Regions from separate parts of the Mus musculus genome. Here regions 1 and 2 are each linked to region 3. The links are chromatin contacts, called in public HiChIP or PLAC-seq and promoter capture Hi-C maps. All regions are on one chromosome and are shown on one strand. The core of a region is the stretch at or near the end of the contact, and the rest is flanking DNA. Distances in the headings are between cores, read along the strand shown. Region 1 holds the start of Yipf1 (Yip1 domain family, member 1). Region 2 has its middle 27 kb from the start of Gm31125. Region 3 holds the start of Mrpl37 (mitochondrial ribosomal protein L37).

Region 1 (2,700 bases), core at 98-2,597, 250 kb before region 3:
TTCATAGTAAAAGAATTTTGAGAGCCAGCTGTAGTGGTAGTGCATGCCTTTAACCTCAACACTGTGGAGGCACATCTCTGTGAGTTTAAGGGTGGCCTGCCCCACATAGTGGGTCAGAAACTAAAAATGATTACTACCATCTCTTTATCTTCTGTGGCTATGGGATTCAGTTCTTTCCTTCTACCTTAGGGACCCAGAATGGGACTAGGACCATGCTTGGGGACAGCCACCTTTACCTGCTGAGCAATCCCTCCCCCCCACACACACACTTGCCTACTCTTTCAACGGGGACTGATAGTTTATATAACTATCACAGGTCATACAACTTGATATTTATATTAATATAGCTCAGGAAGAGAGTTGGTATAGAGCTGAGCAGCCTCTCGGAGTTAAAGAAGAGGAGTGAGCTGGAGAATAAGGGAACTGCACCTGGGAATAGAGTATGTGACGGGTGAGAACTGAACACAGGAGAGTCGAGAAGCACTCAGGACTCTGTGAGTGGATGTCCAGCCCAGCCTGTGATCAGGACATCTGTGAGCGGAATCCACCCAGTGCAGGGAAGAACCATCCAGAGCGACACTGGACAGCCTACAGAGGAACCGAAAGCTGGTGTGGTAGCTCATTTGAATGTTTGCCTAGCAAGTACAAAGTCCTGGGTTCAATACTCAGGACCTACAAAATCTGGTGCATGCCGGCGATCCCAGCACCTAGGAGACGGAGGCAGGAGACTGAGTAAGTTTAAGGTTATCCTAGACTATCTGGTGAGCTCGGAGACCATGAGTTAGAAGAGTGTCCTATCAACAAAAAGAGACTGGCTGCGGGGGACACTCGCTGCCGCGTGAATGTTTAGGGGCCAGATGCAGCCTGGAGATGGAAGAAAATGGAAGGGGAGCCTAGGGTTTGGGAGAGGTGGTGGGGAAAGCATTCCAGTGCAGCCGGCTTAAGGTCCCAGACAGACCTGGGTTTGAGTCCCGATTCTGTTGTTTCTCTGCTGTGTGTGCGCTCCTTGAGGCTCCCCATCTGTAAAATGGGTTCGTGAAGGTGTCTAAACCATTCTATAAGGTAGTGCGTGTAAGGAGCTTAGCGAAGAGCCAGGCAATTAGTAGCTCTTAACTGTTAGCGACCCTGCAGTCAGGGATCTAGGGATGCACAGACAGGGTTTGGGTGGTGGTGGGGGATGCTTGAGCAACAGAGGACAGGGAGGGTAGGAGATTCCCCAACTGACCCAGAAGCCCTGACGCCCTCACCTCTCAGGAAGAGGTCCAACTGTCCAGGAAAGGTTGGGGCCTGGGATGCTCTGCACTGGTAGCCGGTCAGTCCAATCCCGGAAGCCGGAGATCCGGGGGAGGGTGTTAGATTTCTCCGCCTCCTCCGGGCAGAGCACCGCCTCCTCTCTTAAAGCAAACGCGGTCACCCAGCGAAGACTCGGAAAACGCGGAAGACACCGGAGCGCCAAGTAACTCGGTGCTGAGTCCCGCCCTCTCGGTGGTCTTAAAGAGACAGGCGAAGTGGGGCGAATTCTCAGGAGTTCGGGAGTGTTTTACTCATTGTTTATACGTTTTACTTATGCAAAGAGAAAAATGAAAAAGAAAAAGAAAATAGGTCACCAGTTCCTGGTTTCTCTGGCCATGAAAACTTAACCAGCGAGGAAGGCACCATAGCAGATGGCTTGTGAATCAAAGAAGTTCTTTTGTCACTGTTCACAGAGGGCTGGCCCCTCAGCTGTACCACCTAGGTGTCTGACAGTCACCTCGAAAACAGCAGGACTTAACAACATTGGCATAGTCTGGCAAGCGACCTTGTGGTTTGCTTCCTACCTGGACCTCCAGGCTTGGAAAACTGTCTCCCCCTGCCCATAGGGGATGCTATCGTCTCCTCTGGGACTCCTGTTGCTCTGCTAATCCCCTGGGCTTCACCCTGCTTTGGCAATGCTTGCCTGAATTCTGTTTGCTTATCTTTGCCAGCCTGTGAACACTGAGAACAAAAAGATCCGGAATGGTTCTAGTCTCCGGGTGGCCAGTACCAGCCAAGGCAGTAGCATACAATTACTGTTCACAGTATTCTATCACGGACTGAAAGGGTCCCTAGACAGTTTTTGCTGTCTGGGAGGGAGCAGTGTAAACAGCAGACACTTGATTCACAGCTCATACAAGGAGACCAGTGTCTTTAGCTTCACCTGCAGGGTACTTCCAATTTGACTTCTAACATACTCTGAATATCAGTCATGATTGATAATGTTTTTTTTTCTTTTTAAAAAAAGAGTTGCTTATTTATTTTATGTATGTGAGTATGCCACTGTCTTCAGACACACCCCAGAAGAGGGCATTAGATCCCATTACAGATGGTTGTGAGCCACCATGTGGTTGCTGGGAATTGAACTCTGGATCTCTGGAAGAGCAGTCAGTGCTCCACTGAGCCGTCTCTCCAGATAATGTTTTCCTAACTGGCAAGCTGTCAGGTGTAATAACACACATTAGTTAATATAATTCATATGGAGGGGCTTTGTCTATGCAGGACCTCCAACTCTCAGAACAATGCTGCAAACCCGAGGGGGGCGCCCTTATTATATAAGGGGGTAACTGGGCTCAGAGTGCATGTGGAGCACTGTTGTTGAATGTCCGGAATGAACATCAGCTTATGAACTCAGACGTGCAAGCATGCCCAACACCTCTTCTGTCTCACATTCGCTCATTTGCTGCT
Region 2 (2,744 bases), core at 227-2,726, 200 kb after region 3:
CTGGAGGTAGGCGGGTGGCCAGCAAGACACAGTGGTTGGTGCTCTGTCTCTGTCCCTCACAGCTTTGGGCTTACAGACATGTCTACCTCCACCCATGCACCCTCCACCAAGACAGGGTTTCCCTGTGTATGGCTATTCTGGAACTCACACTGAGAAACTGCTCACTATGGGAAGCACCATTCCCTAGGAAGGAGAATCTAACTGTATAAGCCTGGAGAAAGCCAACTGAGCACTAGAATGCATGTAGTAGTCAATTGTTCTCTGCTTGTGAGAATGGATGTAATGTGACCAGATCTTTCATACTTCTGCAGCTGTGACTTCCCTGCCAGAATAGGCTATAATCTGGAATTGTGAGCCAAATAAATACTTTCTCCCTTAGGTTGCCTTTGCCAGGGTATTTTATCACGGCAAAGGAAAAAAAAAAAACAACTAAGTAAATGGATATCATTATTTTAAGTTTTATTTTGTTTATTATTGGATATGATGTATATGTAGTGTGTGTGTGTGTGTGTGTGTGTGTACACAAATGTGCATGTAGAGGGCAGAGCACAACTTTTGGAGGTCAGTTTTCTCTTCACACTATGAATCTCTGGGATAAAATCTCATATCATGCTTTTTTTTTTTTTCCATGACAGAATTTCACTGTGTAGCCCAGGCTGTCCTCGAACTCACAGAGACTGTTTATCCCTACCTCCTGTGTGCTGGGACTAGAGTTGCGTGCCACCATGTCCAGCAGTCATTTTCTGTTTATTCATTTAAAATAGCCAGGTATAGTGGTATATGCCTTTAATCCCAGCAGTCAGGAGGCAGAGACAGTCAGAACTCTGTGAGGTGGAGACCAGCCTGGTCTACATTAGAGATTTCCAGGACAGCCAGGACTACATAGAGAGCTCCTGTCTCAAATGAACAAACTATCTATCTGTCTGTCTATCTATCTATCTATCTATCTATCTATCTATCTATCTATCTATCTACTGAGGCAGAGTCTATGCTATGCAGCTCAGGCTGGACTTGAACTCATGATTCTGTGTCCTCTGCCTGCCAAGTTCTGGGACTACAGGTAGGCACCACCATGCCCAGCTTTCGCCACCTTTTGGAAGTACCCTTTCTGTTGTTTTGTTTATGCTTCTTTTCTCTTCTCTGTGTGTTTCCTGAGAGCTGCTCCTTGTAATGGCACCGTGTTGGTGACAGGGCTTGGTACATAGCTGGTGCTCACTAAGTATTTGCGGACTGAACAGACCACTGAACAGCAAAGAAGTAAAGGACTGTGGGTGAGCCTCTCCTTCTCTGTTCCCCCTACCCTGCCCCCAGCCCCTGAGTAGGGCGTCAGCCCCTCCCCACTGTGACCCTGGCTGAGCTAGGGCCTCTTGGGAGGATGAAGCCTGCAGCCGCCTTGGCTGCCTGCCCTGTATTGATCAAAGCTGGGAGGCCTGCTGGCTGAGGTCTGTCCCAGTGTGGGGGCGGGGCGGGGCAGGGGATTTGTCCGAGGCTTGCCTGGGGCCTTTCGATGCTGCCTAAGACCCATCTGGTGCAGGGACTGGCTCTATTCCTTCCTCCTCATACTTCCCAGGGGAAGCCGACACAACCCCAGGGGTATGGATGGGCAGTAGGAGTGAGCAGTGTACACAATGCAATGGCCACAGTGTTCGTGGCTGTCCTCCTTTGGGCAGGAGTCCCCTCTTTTTTTTTTTTTTTTTCTGAGATGAGTCTTAAAACAAACCTTTTCATAATATTTATTTGTGGAAATGGTGGGGGTAAGGGTGTGCATGACACATATATGAAGATCAGAAAATGATGTGCAGGGCCTGGCTCTCTCCTTCCAGCGTGTGGGTGGCAATGCTTGCACTCAGCTTGTCAAGCCTATCAGTGGCTTTACTCAACGAGCCATCATGCCAACACCTGAGGCAGGGTCTCCTGTAGCTCAGGCTGGCCTGGAGTTCACTCGGCAGCTGAAGAGATGAAGGTCTGAGCCTCTTGCTTCCACTTTCCAAATGCTGGAGTGAGAGGTACACAATTCCTGGTTTCTACATGTTGGGCCCAGGCTTCGTGTATACCACAGACGTAAGCTACCATCTCAGCTCCACCCACTACTCCACCTGAACACCAGCTCCGATATTACCCCGAGAGGTAGACTAACTAAAAGTCACACCTATTTGATAGAGGAGGAGACTCAAGCCCGCAAGGTACCATGATGGTTTGTTTGCCAGTTCTTCCAATACACGGGTTACTGTTGCTCCCTGGCAATCCCCATGCCAGGACACAGCAGAGGACCAGACCTTGGCCATCCTGAGCTGAGGAAGGAGTAGGTATTTCATGGCAATTCAGGGGATGCTGGGGACCCTGAGATTTCCAGGCAGGGCCTAGGCTAGCCTCAAACTTGCATTCTGTCAACCCAAGCCCCTTCCTGGAGGATTTAAGACTGTGTTGAGCAGTTGTTTTAAATTTCCGGGCAGGGGGCTGCAAGGGGGCAGGGGAGGGGCGCTGCAGGCTGTCTAGGGTGTGGGCTGCTATTTACCAGGGCTTTTTGCGGGATGCAGCGTCTAGGCTGGGGGTGCCTACAATTGCTTCCAGCTGGGCTGTCAGCCAGGCAGAGGCCTGGGGATAGGTGGAGGGGGTGGCAAAAGAGGACCGCAGTGCTTAAAGGGTCCCTTCCGACCCACTTCCCCACCCCCCTGCCTCCATAGGTGATTGCTTTCGCTGGGCCATCAGGCCTGGTGGGGCATCCCCGAACATAAAAATATATC
Region 3 (2,742 bases), core at 7-2,506:
ACCTAGCACGGTGTTATACTCATCCAGTCACTCCATCTGTACTGTGCATCAGATAACTGAGTGAATGGTGCCTCTCTTTATGGCAATTACTCTTAGCATTTGGGAAGGAGATGTACTAAGACAAATGAAAATGCTTTAACTGTAAACTGCTGGGTAGTCTGAGTGTTAGTCATATTGTCCTCTGCCTCTTTTGCATTCATGGGGGTTAAATAGTCCTATTGTCTCAGTCGTTTTGGAAACTGGTAGACAAGGTGGCCACTTCATGCACAATTTTAAAGATGAAGTTCCTTCCCATCTGGGAGGCACAATCCCTGTTGCAGCCTCGCCCTGGATGCTTATCCCTACTCTTCAGGCCTTGGCTGAAAGGTCATCTCCTCTCAGAGACCTTCTCAAGTGTTCCCCTTGTCATTACCAAGCACCTTATTTGTTCTACTATGTATTCATTTGTTAACCTAAAGTGTGTGTCACGCAACTGCTCTAGAAGCCAGGGAGAGTTCACGGGCCGGTCACTAAACAATGCAACTCTGACAGTGGTCAAACAAGAGAAAAGACCTAAGGGACAGGAAGCATGTGTGTGTTGCCACCGTTCACGTCGTGCACTCATGTACTCACTCGGTGGTCCCTCAACCTATGCCCACCCGATGCTTACTTAGCACAGTCCTCACTCTGACCCCCGCAGCGAGCCTGCCAGAAGCCAGTGCACTGGACCCGCCTCCGGGAATCGGAAAACTTAGCAGCAGCAGAGCAAAAGTAACTCGCGTTCGGCGCCGGGCGAGCCGCAGTGCCAGCAGTCGGCCGCCAAGCTGGCATAGAAAGAGGTACCCGGGCCACTCGCAGGCTCTGGGAAGCCGCAGCCAGGAAAGTGTGGGCAACGCTGAGAAGGGCGGAAAGGATGGCAGTTCCAGAACTCATGAGGCGTCGGACCCGCTAAGGCATTTTAACTCCTAATTTTACAGCGAGGAGACCGGGCCCTCTCACGTTCTAAATGCCTAAGGGTCAAAGGCGTGCAAAGTACAGATCTGAGGTCCCTACGCTCCTCCGCGCCGGCCGCGAGCTCCACCACCGCGCTCACCTACCTACCAGCAAGTTTCTTCACGTGTGGCACTTCAGAAACCCCAAGCAAAGAGCACCTTCCAGGTTCCACCAATAAGGATGGGAACTGCCTGAGGGGCGGGGACAAAGCAAGCATATTCTAATTGTGATTGGGTGAAGTGTCTGTCATTCGCAAAAACCCGTCATTGCGCTCCGCCCCTTTGGCTCCCAGCAGTCCCTGCACGGGCAAAGATGGCGGCGTCCAGGTAGAGGTTTTGTAGAAACGGAGTCGGTATGGCCTTGGCGTCCGGGCCCGCTCTGCGGGCACTCGCTGGCTCTGGAAGGCTCGGCCTCGGAGGTTACGGGACTCCGAAACGTGGGGCGTATGAGTGGGGCGTGCGCTCCACGCGGAAGCCCGAGCCTCGCCCCCTGGACAGGGTGTACGAGATCCCCGGTCTGGAGCCCATTACCTACGAGGGCAAGAAGCACTTCGTCCCGTGGCTGGCGAGGCCGATCTTCCCGCCGTGGGAGCGCGGCTGGAATGACCCACGCTTCCACCGTGCCGCCCCGATCCACGAACAGACTCTGTACAAGGAAGAACCCTGCTACATCTTCCACCAGCGTTGCCGACTCCTGGAGGGTGAGGTCTCAGGACAAACGGGAGGAGACGCTGTCCCAGGCTCAGCAGTGACCCCGAGCCTGGGGAAGTTTCTTCCTCTGGAAGTAGAATAGAGTAACACCCGGCTTCCAAGAGTTGTCAGATCAAGGTGTTTGTGAAAGGGAGCAATGGAGAATGTGTGCAGAGAGGAGGGGATTTGTCTCCATGCGTGGAGAGGTGATAATAAAGCAGGTCTACAACGCTCCTTTTCTGGGGGTGTCTTTTGTTAAAATAGGCCTGGGATATGTTTTCAAAGAAAGGATTTGCACCCAAAAGTCTACCCACTTAATAACAGGTCAGAATGTCTTGAGCCTTTTCCTGAGTTGGAGGCCAGCCTAATCTACAGAGTGAATGAGTTCGAAGACAGTCAGGGCTACACAGAGAAACCCTGTGGGGAGGCGGGGGAGATACATCAATGTCTCAAAGTCATTCTGTTTCTTAAGAGGAGTGTCAGGAACTGTTTTCCAGAGTTGAACCCTCTCAGGATCAGGATGAGGATAGGGAAGATCCTAAAACCAAAAACAACTGAAGTCTGTGGGAGCAGAGATTCCAAAGGATAACTAGGAAATACAGAGACCCAACAAGGTTTGGAGCCAAATTAAGAGAATCAGTCATAAGTTTGGAAAAATCGATAGCCATAGGCCAGCCTCCTAAAAGGCCCACTTCTATGCCTGCAAGCTGATATTTTTGGCCATTAACCATTTTCTGTGAACTCAGGAGGTGCTGTGAAGGATCTCACAGACACGACCCCTTTGCATTACCCTGACAACGAATGCCTAGTGGATGGATGTGTTTCAGAAGTTAGGATTGCACCTGGAGATGGTGGTGCATGCCTTTAATCCCAGCCCTCAGGAGGCAGAAGCAGGAAGATCTCTGTGAGTTCAAGTCAGCCTGGTCTACTGAGTGAGTTCCAGGATAGCCAGGGCTACACAGAGAAACCGTGCTTTAGGAAAAAAGATCAGAAGTTAAGATTGCATTCATTGAACCAGTCTGAAAATGTATTTTCTATCCTACACTTTCTCAATGTACAGAGAGGTCTTATAAAATCCCAA

What was found. HiChIP or PLAC-seq counts read pairs in DNA pulled down with a chosen protein or histone mark. Capture Hi-C pulls out chosen DNA fragments and counts their contacts.
Region 1: a promoter capture Hi-C map of pancreatic islet shows a contact between it and region 3. The contact joins the promoter of Yipf1 here to the promoter of Mrpl37 in region 3. A contact is called at or near these places in 3 of 39 promoter capture datasets (hippocampal neurons, liver and pre-B cells), 1 of 484 Hi-C or Micro-C datasets (CD4 T cells), 1 of 115 datasets of contacts at active chromatin or transcription factors (pancreatic cancer cells) and 3 of 9 other capture datasets (adipose tissue, liver and pancreatic islet).
Region 2: an H3K4me3 HiChIP or PLAC-seq map of bone marrow-derived macrophages shows a contact between it and region 3, with 4 times the contacts expected there. The contact joins the enhancer-like site here to the promoter of Mrpl37 in region 3. A contact is called at or near these places in 1 of 39 promoter capture datasets (liver), 1 of 484 Hi-C or Micro-C datasets (cerebral cortex), 13 of 115 datasets of contacts at active chromatin or transcription factors (bone marrow-derived macrophages, craniofacial prominence, embryonic basal ganglia and 7 more) and 3 of 9 other capture datasets (adipose tissue, liver and pancreatic islet).

Annotation. Positions count from the first base shown.
Region 1 is chr4:107,313,010-107,315,709 of GRCm38.p6, reverse strand. It overlaps Yipf1 (Yip1 domain family, member 1), which reads right to left and starts at 1,347. Exons shown (of 10, transcript NM_145550.3): 1 at 1,248-1,347.
Region 2 is chr4:106,865,728-106,868,471 of GRCm38.p6, reverse strand. No RefSeq gene overlaps it. Among named protein-coding and RNA genes, the nearest start is that of Gm31125, 27 kb to the right of the region's middle. RefSeq lists an enhancer at 1,181-2,744. Within about 2 kb of position 1,476, at least 137 of the 459 cell types and tissues checked have an H3K27ac peak or open chromatin away from gene starts, as enhancers often do. A contact at or near this core is called in adipose tissue, bone marrow-derived macrophages, cerebral cortex and 6 more, where this site is marked.
Region 3 is chr4:107,065,380-107,068,121 of GRCm38.p6, reverse strand. Mrpl37 (mitochondrial ribosomal protein L37) reads left to right here and starts at 1,256. Exons shown (of 7, transcript NM_025500.2): 1 at 1,256-1,672. The coding sequence starts at 1,327. It overlaps Cyb5rl (cytochrome b5 reductase-like), which reads right to left and starts at 1,128. Exons shown (of 7, transcript NM_001346552.2): 1 at 1,077-1,128.